3 separate regions of the Sus scrofa genome follow, and regions 1 and 2 are each linked to region 3. A link is a contact called in public Hi-C data. All regions are on one chromosome and are shown on one strand. The core of a region is the stretch at or near the end of the contact, and the rest is flanking DNA. Distances in the headings are between cores, read along the strand shown. Region 1 holds the start of LSM5 (U6 snRNA-associated Sm-like protein LSm5). Region 2 holds the start of LOC100738822 (retinitis pigmentosa 9 protein). Region 3 holds the start of LOC100739098.

Evidence for each region. A called contact is a pair of places that touch in the nucleus more often than the background predicts.
Region 1: a Hi-C map of liver shows a contact between it and region 3, with 4 times the contacts expected there. The contact joins the promoter of LSM5 here to the promoter of LOC100739098 in region 3. A contact is called at or near these places in 3 of 5 promoter capture datasets (fetal liver, liver and skeletal muscle), 33 of 47 Hi-C or Micro-C datasets (adipocytes, adipose tissue, alveolar macrophages and 16 more) and 2 of 2 datasets of contacts at active chromatin or transcription factors (alveolar macrophages and skeletal muscle).
Region 2: a contact with region 3 is called in a Hi-C map of subcutaneous adipose tissue, with 10 times the contacts expected there. The contact joins the promoter of LOC100738822 here to the promoter of LOC100739098 in region 3. A contact is called at or near these places in 1 of 5 promoter capture datasets (fetal liver), 22 of 47 Hi-C or Micro-C datasets (alveolar macrophages, blood, differentiating spermatogonia and 13 more) and 2 of 2 datasets of contacts at active chromatin or transcription factors (alveolar macrophages and skeletal muscle).

Annotation. Positions count from the first base shown.
Region 1 is chr18:40,749,499-40,754,354 of Sscrofa11.1, forward strand. LSM5 (U6 snRNA-associated Sm-like protein LSm5) reads left to right here and starts at 2,892. Exons shown (of 4, transcript XM_005673273.3): 1 at 2,892-3,030; 2 at 4,034-4,129. The coding sequence starts at 2,985.
Region 2 is chr18:40,396,252-40,400,590 of Sscrofa11.1, forward strand. LOC100738822 (retinitis pigmentosa 9 protein) reads left to right here and starts at 1,300. Exons shown (of 7, transcript XM_003484045.4): 1 at 1,300-1,676. The coding sequence starts at 1,525.
Region 3 is chr18:40,536,538-40,541,339 of Sscrofa11.1, forward strand. It overlaps LOC100739098, which reads left to right and starts at 1,686. Exons shown (of 6, transcript XM_021078694.1): 1 at 1,686-2,675; 2 at 4,107-4,145. The coding sequence starts at 2,128.

The DNA.
Region 1 (4,856 bases), core at 1,642-4,141, 210 kb after region 3:
GAACTCCTACCCCCTTCTGATGGTCCAATATTTATTCATCTTCCAAGACTAGATTCCAATCAATTCCTTTGTGAAGCTTTACAAACTATGTAGCCAATGAGCAAATTATTTAACCTCTCTGAATATAAGGAACTTTATCTGAACACCTGTCTCAAAGGATAGTCATAAAGATTGGAAGTAAAGGAGTTCCCGTCGTGGCGCAGTGGTTAACGATTCCGACTAGCAACCACGAGGGTGTGGGTTCGATCCCCAGCCTTGCTCAGTGGGTTGAGGATCTGGCTTTGCCATGTGAGCTGTGGTGGAGTTTGCAGACACAGCTCAGATCCCGGGTTGCTGTGGCTGTGGCGTAGGCCAGTGGCTACAGCTCCGATTCGACCCCTAGCCTGGGAACCTCCATATGCTGTGAGAGCATCCCAAGAAATGGCAAAAAGACAAAAAGACAAAAAGACAAAAAAAAAAAAAAAAAAAAAGATTGGAAATAAGTTTATTTGGTTTTTTTTCCTAGTACATTGTAGGTATTCAATATTTATGGAATGAAAAAAAAAAAAAAAGCCAGAATTGGCTTAGTATTTATTTAGAAGGAGGCAGAACCCTAGGGGGCCTCGAACCCCTAGGGGGCCTCAATCTAAAGGGCCCACTTATATTGGATTCTGAACCCTCTCATTGGTATTTGCCTTAAATCATACCCACTTCTCTAGGATCCCTAAAACTAAAAGAGGTCTTTTTGCTTTACACATTAAATTCCATGTACCTTGTATTTCTTTGGGGGGGCCACACCCTCGGACTATGGAGGTTCCCAGGCTAGGGGTCCAATCAAAGCTGTAGCCTCTGGCCTACACCACAGCTCACAGCAACTTGGGATCCTTAACCCACTGGGCAAGGCTAGGGACAAAACTTACATCCTCGTAGATACTGGTCAGATTTGTTTCCGCTGAGCCACAATGGGAACTCCTGTCTTGTATTGTTTGAAAGTTGTCCATTTATCCTTTAGCTCCTGTAAGGGCAGAAAATTTCATGGTTCTGTTCTTTATATTGTTTTATATTCAGCAAAATGCCAGAGACTGTACAACTAAAAGTATTCAATGAATGAATGATGGGAGCTTTACAACCATTTGTTGTATGAATGAATGTTTTTCCTGGTTTCTCCTGCTTAGAGTCTTTAGCTTTAAGTTCCTCTGTTACAAACATAAAATAGACTAAGGCAGAGAATTTGTTTGCTTTCTCTTTTCAAAATAGAAGTGTAAAAAGTTCTTCCAGTGATATCATTGACATAGAGTGACATCTGGTGGTTGTCTCTCAATGTGTTTGTGGAAGAAAGTGAATACAAAAAGTCTGAAAGACACCTAAATACAAGATTAAGAGCAATGCATTTTAAAAAGTAGTAGAAAATAAAACATATTTTAAATCCCTCCTATCACAGAAAAGTTCTTTCTTTTTTCTTTTTTTTTTTTTAAGGGCCGAACCCACGCATATAGAAGTTCCCAGGCTAGGGGTTGAATTGGAGCTGTAGCTGTGGCCTACCTACAGCCACAGCCGCACTGTATCAGAGCCACCTGTGCGACCCACACCAGCGCTCAGAGCAAGGCCAGGTCCTTAATCCACTTATCAAGGCCAGGGATTGAACCCTTGTCCTCAAGGATACTAATCCAGTTCCTTACCTTTGAGCCACGAGGGGAACCCCCAGAAAAGTATTTCTTTAAAGCTAGCTATGGGTTTGCAAACTTTTTTTCCTTTGGTCTTTTTAGGGCCGCACTCTGCAGTCTATGGAGGTTCCCAGGCTAGGGGATCAAATCGTAGCTGTAGCTTCTGGCCTAGGCCACAGCAAAGCAGATCCCAGCCACGTCTGAGACCTACAATTGCAGTTCATGACAACCCCGGATCCTTAGCCCATTGTGTGGGGCCAGGGATCCAATCCCCTGTCCCCAGGTACTGGTTGGGTTCCTTACCACTGAGCCACAATGGAAACTCCTACACTGAACCTTTAAAAGAAGGTAGGGGAGTTCCTGTGGTGGCTCAGTGGTTAAGGAATCCGACTAGGAACCATGAGGTTGCCTGTTCGATCCCTGGCCTCGCTCAGTAGGTTAAGGATCCGGCGTTGTGCCTGAGTTGTGGTGTAGGTCGCAAACGTGGCTTGGATCTGGCAGTTGCTGTGGTTCTGGCGTAGTCTGACAGCAACAGCTCCGATTAGACCCCTAGCCTGGGAACCTCCATATGCTGCAGGTGCAGCCCTAGAAAAGAAAAGAAAAGAAAAAAAAAAAAAAAAAAAAGGTAGGGAGTTCTCCTTTGTGGCTTAGAGGATTAAGAATCCAACTAGTATACCTGAGCGTGTGTTGGATTCCTGGGGTCGTTCAGTGGATTAAGGATCCCCTTGTTGCTGCGAGCTGCGGCTCAAACCCACATTGCTGTGGCTGTGGCTAGGCCGGCAGCTGCAGCTCGATTTGACTCCTAGCTTGGGAACTTCCATGTATCTGCTCTGTGGCCTTAAAAAGAAAAAAAAAAAAAAAAAAAAAAAAAAAAGCGGTAGATTCCTGTAAAAAAAAAAAGTTTTTGCTTTTGTTTTTTAACAAAAATTGCAACACAATAAAATCAGTGGCGGAAAAAATATTTATGTTGGTCTTCAGAAGATCCTTGGTTGAAATGAAATATAACCCAGGGAAAATCAAACGACTCAAACGTTTCTATTTTGCAGTCTTCCAGGTTGAGGAATATTTTATTTATAAGGCAAGATATCTTTAATTTGTCTTGGAAACTTGGAGGGCAAAGTATCTGCTGAGGCCGCAGAATGTTCAACGCACTGATGTATTCCCCCGGATCTCGTTGCGGAGGAAAGAAGTGACTCCGAGCGATTCACGTAGGACTGGCCCGATCGCACGCTCGGCCTCAGATTGGTCGAGCCTGGCCGGGCTAGGGGAAAAAAGCGGAAGCGCGCTCTTTCAAACTCGCCTTCCCAACGTCGGTAGAGGCTGGCCACTTCCGGCGTAGCCATGGCGGCTAACGCTACGACTAACCCGTCGCAGCTGCTACCTCTAGGTAATCGTTGTCCTGTGGGGAGCTGGGGAGGGGAGCTGAAGGGTTGCGGGCCGAGGGCCAGCGCAGTCCTTGACTGAGTGTTAGAGAAATGTATCTGACCAATTGTTTTCTTTATCCGCGGCTCTTTGGGCTCTAAGGCTCTGAGGCCTCAGGCCGCCCGCGTCTTTTCGGCGTGGAAGGGTTTTCTTGAGCCAGGACTTTCTGAGTTCTCACACCAAACCGTCACTGGAAAAGGTTCACACTTAGTGAATGCGTCGTCGGCCTTTTTTGTTGTGAGTTCGCCTTTACAGTAGTGGATAGCAGTCCCATTCTTCTACCTGGCATTTAAAATCCCTAGGTTAGACCCTGTTGTCTGTCTGGCCCGTTATTGAGAGAGGTAGCGGGGTCTGCAATGAGCTTTAAAAGGGGACACTGGAAATTAGCTCTGATTGTCATTCATTTATTCCACAAACAGTTTTTGCGCATCTGTAGACTAGACATCGTAACTTAGCTTCAGGTAGCATTCATGCCAGCGCAGGAGACAGGATGCCAGACAATTAAACATCATACCAAGTAACAGTAATTCTGCTGAAGAGATATTCAAGCTGCTCTCAGAGAACAGAGGATAGCCGTCTTGGGGCTGGGGAAGACAGTTATGTCTTTTTCTAATATTTTGTATCTGAAGGGTAATTAAGTTAGTGGACGTGGCGGTAATTGGAAAGTTTTTTCCTTCATTGAACAAAAAAAAGTTTCTTTTTAGGCCCGCACCCGAGGCACATGGAGGTTCCCAGGCTAGGGGTCCCATTGGAACTGTAGCTGCTGGCCTTCGTTTCTGCTGCGCCACAACGGGAACTCCCGAGACCTGAAGTTTTTGAGTGAATCCTTTTCTTGGTTTATCTTTCACCATATGTAAGTAATAAGTGCCAGTAAGTACTCACATATTTCTTGAAGTAATGAATGTGCAAAATAATTTTTTTCACCCCTCCCCCCACTTATTTTTCTTTTAAAAAACCTGTATCTATAGAGCTTGTAGACAAGTGTATAGGATCAAGAATTCACATTGTGATGAAGAGTGATAAAGAGATTGTTGGCACGCTTCTCGGATTTGATGACTTTGTCAGTATCCTTTTAAAAAGTGGGGGTATGGGTTTTTCTTTGTTTTTTAATTAAAAAAATTTTTTTTTGTTATTATTTTTTATGTCTTTTCTAGGGCTGCTCCCATGGCATATGGAGGTTCCCAGGCTAGGGGTCGAATCGGAGCTGTAGCCACCGGCCTACACCAGAGTCACAGCAAAGCGGGATCCGAGCTGCATCTGAAACCTACACCACAGCTCACGGCAACGCCGGATCCTTAACCCACTGAGCAAGGCCAGGGACGGAACCCGCGACCTCATGGTTCCTAGTCGGATTTGTTAACCACTGCGCCACGACGGGAACTCCATCTTCAGTTTTTTTTAAAAAAGTAAGAACTATAGTCAGTGCTTACTGATTATTATAATAAAAATTAATTTATTCTCATGGAATTCGTGGTAGTGTTTTAAGGGGTGTGTGTACCCCTACCAATCGCAAGCAATTTGAATTTGAGTCATTATGTTAAATGTTATTTTTTTATTTTTATTTTTTGTCTTTTTGCCTTTTCTAGGGCCGCTCCCTCGGCATAGGGAGGTACTCAGACTAGGGGTCTGATCGGAGCTGTAAGCTGCTGGCCTACGCCAGAGCCACAGCAATGATGTATCCAAGCCACATCTTCGACCTACACCACAGCTCATGGCAACGCCAGATCCTTAACCCACTGAGCAAGGCCAGGGATTGAACCCGCAACCTCATGGTTCCTAGTTGGATTTGTT
Region 2 (4,339 bases), core at 50-2,549, 140 kb before region 3:
CACTCAAGAGCTATAATATGTGCCAGGCACTATGTTAAGCATGTTAGACTGTTTAATAATTAAAATACAGATCTCAATCTTTTCCTTTTTTTTCCGCCTTAACCATGGAACAAAATAAGTTTGGAAAGGATATCTTAATGTATGTATGTGTAGTGCACTTTGATATTTCTACTTTCTATTCTTTTCTGTTTCATTTCATTGTTTAAAATATTGGCGTTCCCATCATGGCGCATCAGAAATGAATCTGTCTAGGAACCATGAGGTTGCGGTTCGATTCCTGGCCTCGCTCAGTGGGTTAAGGATCTAGCGTTGCCATGAGCTATGGTGTAGGTCGCAGATGAGGCTTGGATCTGGCTTTGCTGTGGCTGTAGCATAGGCCGGCAGCTACAGCTCCAATTAGACCCCTAGCCTGGGAACCTCCACGTGCCTCGCGTGCAGCCCAAAAAAAACAAACAAACAAACAAAAAAAAATTGCTGGCAATTCCCTAAGTGGATTTCACAATTCTCTAATGACTCTTGACTCACAGTTTGAAAAACATGAACACAGCACTTCTCAGTCCAAATAAATATTTGTGGAACGAACAATGTCAGTCATATAGAAAGATTTGGCACATCAACAGGTGTAGAACATGCGTGGCATCACATAGTGTAGTGCCATGTAGCATGGAGAGAAGTCTGTTTAAAACTCAAATCTGATAGTAAATTTCACCTGTATCTTCTTCATTACCTTCCTACCACACTTAGCATTGGGATCCAGGTCCTTCACAGGGTTTGATAACCTCATCTGGTTTGCCTCTCCAGCTTCATCTCAAGGCTCTGCTCCTTGCTTTCCAGGTTCCAGCTCCACATTGGCCTTCTCTCTCTCTCCTGTACATAAAGTACTCTTCCATGGGTTGCCCTTCCTCCTGGAATACTTTCCTTTCTTCTTTGCTCCACCAGCTCCTAGTCACCCTTTAAGCCTCTCCTGAAATGCCCCTTCCCCTGTGAAGACTTCCTGGCCAACCACTGGAACAGGTAACCCTGGATGTCTTCATAGAAGTGAGCATAATTGAAATGTTTTTAAAGCATTAACATACAAAAATATTTGAGTATTTGCTTTTTTATTCTTTTTTATTTTTTTAATTTTTATACAGCTTAAAAGGTTACGCTACATTTAGTTATTACAAAATATTGGCTACATTCCCTGTATTGTACAATATGAAATTCTAATATGTGAGTAATTATTGGTTCAACATTTTTCTTTCTTAAGCTTCCTGCCACAGCGTCTTCAGCGCCGAGGCTCTCAGCCGCCGCCAGGAGGCGCGCTCGGACGCCCGCACCCGGGGACCTGACGCCAGCGCCTGGCACTTAGAGCAGACATGCTACTGCGCGGGCCTGTCGGGTGGCGGGGTGCAGGCAGCCTCCGAAGGGACACCTGGCCGCCTGGCCAACAGCGGAGTGGCGGCAAGAGGGGGCGCTGCGGATCCAGGCGTGCACGACGCGGAGGAAGTGCTGGCTTCGCCGCGCGGGGCCGCCTCGGCGACGATGTCGTCCGGGCCGGGGAGCGACAACCCCAGGTCCGGGGGCGCGCGGCGACCGCGGGAGCCCCAGGAGCAGGAGCTGCAGCGACGCCGGGAGCAGAAACGGCGGCGGCACGACGCGCAGCAGCTGCAGCAACTCAAGCACCTGGAGTCCTTGTGAGTCCCTGGGGTCGCGCGGCGCGGAGTTGGCGCTGTAGGCGGGGCGCTCGGAGACCCGGGAATGGGCTCGTTGGGCCCGTCGGCCCCCAGAGAGCCGGGCGCCGGTTGAGACCCCGGGCGGCGTGACCCTCGACTTCCAGCCGACCCTCCACGGGGGAGGGTCTACCCCGAGGCCGGCCTCCGGCGCGCGGGGGCGGAGGTCGCGCCCTTCCCCAACGAGGCGATGGCTTTATTCCTGGAGAGGCGACGTCGATGTGCTCAGAGGCGCTGTTATGCCCTCGGGCGGGACTGGGGACGGGCCGCAGGCAAGTGCGGCTGAGCGCCTTGCTCCTTTCCTGTTTCTCAGTTCCAGGGGCTCTCTATGATCTGGATTAAATCCTCTTTCTTTTCGTCTTCTGCTGTTAGTAAGGGGGAAGAAAGCCCGATCCTGGAACGTTAGTGAAGTGAGGAATAAGCAGTGGGTGAGGGCTTGGTCCCTAAATATTCGGGAGGAGCTGTCAGGTGGAAGAGCATGGATAGGTTCTCTCAGGTCTTAAGGATTTTCGTTGTTGTTGTTGTTGCCGGGATTAAAGGTGGGAGCTACGGAGAGGCCAGTTATGGCTCAACAACAAGAATTAGGACCAGGTCATATATTCTTGATGGTCAGCGTGGCCTGACTTAGGAGGCACGGGCTCCCCCAGCTGCTTGGGCTGGAGGAGAATCCAGATAATCACTGAGAGGAGGGTGGCTTGTAAAGGAGATTTAACATCAGCTGGAAGCTTGGATTAATGACGCTTTCAGTTTCCTGTGATTCTGTCATTCTGTAATTAGCTTTAGAAGTTTTTTTCTAAGTTTGGTGTACACGGAGTTATTTGAACTATTTCTGTTTCAGGCATATCTCATACCTTGGAGACAATCATGTAAGGAAAGGTCCTTAAAGGGCTGCCCTTCTCATTAACCTTTTGGGAGCTTTGACACAAAATGCATTGCTCAGAGCCTGGCCTGCTCCTTTCCTTGTGGCTCTTGAGCTGAATTTCACCTCAATAGGTAGTGGTTGTGGATACAGGCGCTTCATTGCTGGCTTCCACAGTCTTGGCCCCTCCCTTCGAGAGATGCTGGGATCCTCTTTGCTGCCTGTGTAATGCCAGTGTTCAAAAATCTTTCCCTGGGTTAAGATCAGGTCAGTGCTTGGCCCCACCCAGCCCTCAATATCCTTAACTATAGGATGCCTGATGGTAGTTAATACTCTACATTTATTGTGGTCCACAGAGCACTTACAGATATCAGAGAGATTATAACCTCCTTTTGCACATGAAGAAATGCAGGTTCAGTACTTAAGTAATGGAATCAAGGCTGACCTGTAAACTAGCAAAACTAAAGAGAAACTGTGGCGTCTGATACTCAGACCAGTGGGATTTTTCAGAGGTTTTTAAAGTTCTGGGCTGTTGTCATATTTAGTTTGGCTAGTTCAAAGTCTTATTTTCTTTGAAATGAAAATTTATATTTCCAGAACCATATTTTCAGGAAGTTTAAACATCAAATAGTATGAAAAGTCTAATTTCAAAAAACAGTTGTTCCCATCTGTCCTCTTCAGTCACCCCACACACTCCCCACACCTTTCCCTCCCACCAGGGCCTCAATGGGGAAACTTCATTTTTCTCCTGGGATTTAACTCTTTCTAAATTACATGCTAATACTGCTCTTTTTCTGTTGAATAATAGACATTACCCATTAACTTCATGCTCTAGTAGGCAAGGGTTTAGTTCTCTTTCCTTTCCCTGCTTGTCTCCATCTTTGTATCTCCTCTCAGGACTTCTCTGTGGCTTCTAACTTTTTTTCTTTTACTGTCACTCAAAGAGTGTCTGGGAAAGGGAGACAGACATGTTAAATGGGAAGCCCTGTAGTGATTTTTTTTGCAAATTGAATTCAGATCCTTTTGCCACCTGGTCTGTATGCCCTCTTTAGTTCCCCTCCCATTCCTCAGGTCACTTTCTTACACCTGACTTTAGTTTTTCTTACTCTCTTACCATATCTGCCCGGCCCCCAAAGGTATCTGAGTCTTCAACCCATGCACCAGCCCATTTTTCAGCTCTGTTTCTCAAGTGCTCCCGGGCCACAAGGCATAACAGAATGGACATTCTCAGTAAATACAGTTTCGTTTCTGCCTTCCAGCTCCACAGGACCAGGTTTTAAGAACAGTTGGGATGGAATATGCTTACAAGAGGGACTCTTCCAGAAGAAATACTACCCCAGCACTTAGAAACACAAAGAGTATTATTAAGTACTTGGCGACATAAAGATTCCTTACCCCAGAGTTCCTACTGTGGCACAGTAGGTTGAGAATCCAACAGCAGCAGCTCAGGTCACTGTGGAGCCCTGCAGTGGGGTTAAAGGATCCGATTGCCACAGCTGTTGTGTAGGCTGCAGCTGTGGCTTGGATTCAGTCCCTGGCCTAGTAACTTCCATATGCCATGGGTGCAGCTATTAAAAAAAAAATAGATTTCTGAGGGTTCCAGTCGTATCTCAGTGGTAACAAATCTGACTAGTATCCATGAGGACGAGGTTCGATCCCTGGCCTTGCTCAGTGGGTCAAAGATCCAGCATTGCCGTGAGCGGTGGTGTAGGTCAAAGACAAGGCTCGGATCCCAAGTTGCTGTGGCTGTGGCATAGGCTGGTAGCTG
Region 3 (4,802 bases), core at 436-2,935:
AGTAGTAAAAGAATTTTCACTGCTTTGTAAGCTGGGTAATCATCAAGGAGCCATGTCCAGAATGTAGCCCAGGATGTGGTACTGGGCTAAGCTGTCAGACTACTGAACTGTACCTCCGTTATTTTTCCCTGCCCAGCATCACGGCATCACTCTTTCTTCCCCTTCCTCCTTTTCCTCCTCCATTGTATAGTTGTACAGTGATCACAACCCAATTGTGTAGCATTTCCTCTTTCTCATCTTCTTCTTTCCCATCACCCTCTCTCTTTCTCTCTCTCTCCCTCCCTCCCTCTGTTTGTTTGTTTTGTTTTTTGCCTTTTCTAGGGCTGCACCCGTGGCATATGGAGGTTCCCAGGCCAGGGGTCCAATCGGAGCTGTAGCTGCCAAGCCTATGCCAGAGCCACAGCAACATGGCATCCCAGCCGTGTCTGCAACCTACACCACAGCTCACAGCAACACTGGATCCTCAACCCACTGAGCAAGACCAGGGATCAAACCGCAACCTCATGGTTCCTAGTCGAATTCATTAACCACTGAGCCATGACGGGGACTCCTTCCTCCCTCTGTTAATAGCACCTAAATCTTGCTTGGGGAACAACCCCTCCACCACTATCAGTCTATAGGGCTTGAATAAAGCTGATCCACTCCTGGGATTTAGGGTGGATATGTAACATAGGCTTGAGCAGTCAGTGTACTGTATCTCCTTGACCACAGAGATTGTTTCCATGACAGCTACATGACTCTTGTTAAGCCAATGAGTATAATACATGGAATTCTCATTGGAACTGAGAGAGAAATCTTAAGCCTAGATCACATCAACCAAGCTGGACTAGAATTGTTCCTCCTCTCCTGGGAAGGCTTTGTTACCAGCCAATTTTTTTTTCTTTTTAGGGCAGCACCTGTGGCATGTAGAAGTTCCCAGGATAGGGGTCCAATCAGAGCTGAAGTGGCCAGCCTCCACCATAGCCATAGCAACGCAGGATCCAAGCTGCATCTGGGACCTACACCACAGCTCATGGCAGTGTTGGCTCCTTAACCCACTGATCGAAGCCAGGGATCGAACCCACATCCTCATGGATCCTAGTCGGGTTCATTAACCACTGAGCCACGAAGGGAACTCCCTGTTGCCAGCCAATTTATGATCCAAATTACTTCCAGCTGGAGCTACTAATTTGTTGGCCATCTTTGGCTTCCAGTAGCCATCTTTGCCTCCACAATGGGAGAAAGTACAAAAAATGAAGCAATACAACAGAAAGTGAAACTGAGGGAGAAATTACTGACTATAGCAAATCAGCACTCAGACCCAGCTGCTCCTGAAGTTCCACCCCATGACATTTCACATGTGTAAGCCAATAAATCCTAAATTTTTTTTTCTTAAAACAGTTTGATTTGGATTTTGGCCCATTGTTTTTTTTCCAAAAGAATTTTGACTAATACTTGCTAAAATGGAATTATCAATCCCTGGGTCTTCTTGCTGAGAGATCAAATCACTGTTAGGCAAATTGACTTCTTTAAATTGCTGGTGGATAGAGCTTTCGGGTTGTGGCTCAGTGGTAGCCTTGCTGGGGGTTAAGGATCCCGCATTTCGGTGACCTGTGGTGTAGATCGAAGACTCTGCTCACATCTGGCGTTGCTGTGGCTGTAAGTCAGCTGCTACAGCTCAGATTTGACCCCTAACCTGGGAACTTCCATATGCCCCTGGTGTGGGCCTAAATATACCCCCCAAAAAAATTGCTGGTGAGAGAAATCCAACGAATTGGTTTCTGCACATAAGTATATCCCAAAGTTTTCAGATAATTTGCTTGCATGGTATCAGGTTGCCGGTCGTGACTAGAGAATGTTTTTTCTTTTATCTTTTCCTTCTTCCATCTTCTTTCTTCTTTTCTTGTACTTTAAGTGCCTAACTTGGCCGGCAACAAAGCCTCCCCAAAAGGGGAGGAACAATTCTAGTCCAGCTTGGTTGATATGATCCACTTGAGAGTCACCTCTGGCATGCATTTTGGAAGTCATCTAACCAGGGGTCGGGTGTGATCAGACAGTGAGGTCTGATCTGACAACCCGTTTTTTATTGAGTCTCAGGGCCTCTTCGCGTGATCTATCCCCAAGAGTTAGTTTGGGCTTCCTTGCAGCATGGTGGCCTCAAAGCAACTGCACGGCTTTCCATCCCTGAAGCTTCGGAGGAGATATTTCAAGAGAACAAAGTGGAAGCTCAGGCTCCCACTGCAGCATACTCAGCGCCGAGCTCCCGGCCGCCGCCAGAGGGCGCGCTCCTGCCTCCGGCACCGGCCAACCCCGCGGCAGGGTTCCGGCGCTCCGAACGCCGACGTGCGGCTGCGCCGCAGGGAGGCAGCCGGGCCGGAGGCGAGGGGCGGGAGGCCTCGGCGGGGACACCCGGCCGTGCCTGGCGGGCCGCGGAGCCGCGGCGGGAGGGGGCGCTGCGGCGCCAGGCGCGCGAGGGGCGGAGGAAGTGCCGTCTTCGCTGACCAGCGCGGGGCCGCCTCCGCCTCTGCGCCGCGCGGGGCCGCGATGTCGTCCCGGCCCGGGCGCGACGACGCCGGGAACAGGGGCGCGCGGCGGCCGCGGGAGCCCCAGGAGCAGGAGCTGCAGCGGCGCCGAGAGCAGAAGCGGCGGCGGCAGGACGCGCAGCAGCTGCAGCAGCTCAAGCACCTGGAGTCCTTGTGAGTCCCCGTTCGTCACGCCCGCGCCCGACTTCTGCGAGGAAAGGGGTTGGGGCCTGAGGGTCGCGAGGCGCTCGGAGACCCAGGAGTGGGCATATGGGCCCGTCGGACCCCAGCGAGCCGGATGCTGGTTAAGGCCCGGGCGGCGGGACCCTCGACGTCCAGCGGCCCCTCCACGGGGGAAGGAGGAGGAGACTCCACCCCGAGGCCGGCCCCTGGCTCGCGGCGGCGGCGGCAGGCGGGCGTTTCCCCGGCAGGAGGCGACGGTTTTATTCCTGGTGCGGCGAGGTCGGTGTGGTCGGGAGCGCTGGTAGGCGCTGGGGCCGGATTGGGGACGGACCGCCGAGAAGTGGGGCTGAGCGCTTTGCTGCTCCCCTGTTTCTCAGTTCCAGGGGCTCGCAGTGAATTGGAGAAAATCCTCGTTCTTTTCATCTTTTGCTGTACGTAAGGGAGGAGAGGAGTTCCTGCTGTGGCGCAGCGGGTTAACGACCAGCCTTCCCTCGGTGGAGGCGCGGGCTGGATCCCTGGCCTGGCGCAGTGGGTTACGGATCTGGCCTGGCTGCAGCTGCGGCGTAAGGCGCAGCTCCGGCTCAAGATTTGATCCCTGGCCTGGGAACGTCCCTGTGCTCCCGGGGTGCGGCTGAGAAACAAAAAAAATCAATAGTAATACAGAAGAGAGCCCGATCCCATAACATTAGTGAAGTGAGGAGGAAGAATAAGCAGTGGGTGAGGGCTTGGTCCCTAAATATTCTGGAGGAGCTGTCAGGTGGAAGAGCACGGATAGGTTCTCTCAGGTCTTCAGGATTTTTTGTTGTTGTTGTTGTTACAGGAATTGAGGGTGGGAGCTACAGAGAGGCCAGTTCTGGCTCAAGAAGAAGAATTAGGACCAGGTCATGTATTCTTGCTGGTCAGCGTGGCCTGACTTAGGAGGCTGATCATATATTCTTGCTGGTTAGCGTGGCTGCTTGGGCTGGAGGAGAATCCAGATAATCACTGAGAGGAGGGTGGCTTGTAAAGGAGATTTAACATCAGCTGGAAGCTTGGATTAATGGACCCTTTCACTCTCCTGTGATTCTGTCATTCCATAATTAGCTTTAGAGGAGTTCCCATCGTGGCTCAGTGGTTAACGAATCCGGCTAGGAACCATGAGGTTGTGGGTTTGATCCCAGGCCTCGATCAGCGGGTTAAGGATCCGTAGTTGCCATGAGCAGTGGTGTAGGTCCCAGACGCGGCTGGGATCTGGCGTTGCTGTGGCTCTGGCAAAGGCTGGCAGCTGCAGCTCCAATTAGACCCCTAGCCTGGGAACCTCCATATGTCGTGGGTGCGGCCCTATAAAATACAAAAAGATTAAAAAAAAAAAAAACCAAACATAATTAGCTTTAGAAATCTAAGTTTGGTGTACACTAAGTATTTGATTTATTTCTGTTGCAGGCACATCTCCTACCTTCTCTTGGTTGCTGAGACAATCATGTAAGAAAAGGTTCTCAAAGGGTTAATCTGTCTCATTAACCTCTTGTGAGTTTGACAAAGAGCATTGATTCCTTGGAGCCTGGCCTGCTTCTTTCCTTGTGGCTCTTGAGCTGAATTTCACCTCCTAGGTAGTGGTTGTGGATACAGGTGCTGCATTGCTGGCTTCCACAGTCCCTTCAAGGCATCCTGGGCTCAGGCAGGGCTTAGCCCAGATCAGCCCTCAGTATCTTTAACTATAGGATGCCAGATGGTGGTTAATCTTATTTATTTAATTCTTTTTTGCTTTTTAGGGTCACACCCAGGGCATATGGACCCACACCCAGGCTAGGGGTCGAATCCGGGCTACAGCTGCTGGCCTACGTCACAGCCATAGCAAAACCAGATCCAAGCCACGTCTGCAACCCACACCACAGCTCAGGGCAACTCCTTAACCCACTGAGGGAGGCCAGGGGCTGAACCCACAACCTCACAACCTCACGGTTCCTAGTCGGATTCGTTTCCGTTACACCACAATGGGAACTCCTAATCCTATATACTTATTTTGTAGCTCGAAGAACTTTCTTACAGACCAGAAGAAGAAGATAACATTTTGTAGCTAAGAAAATGGAAGCTCAGTGGTTAACCCCGGATCTGTTACCCAGCCAAACTAGAGCCAAA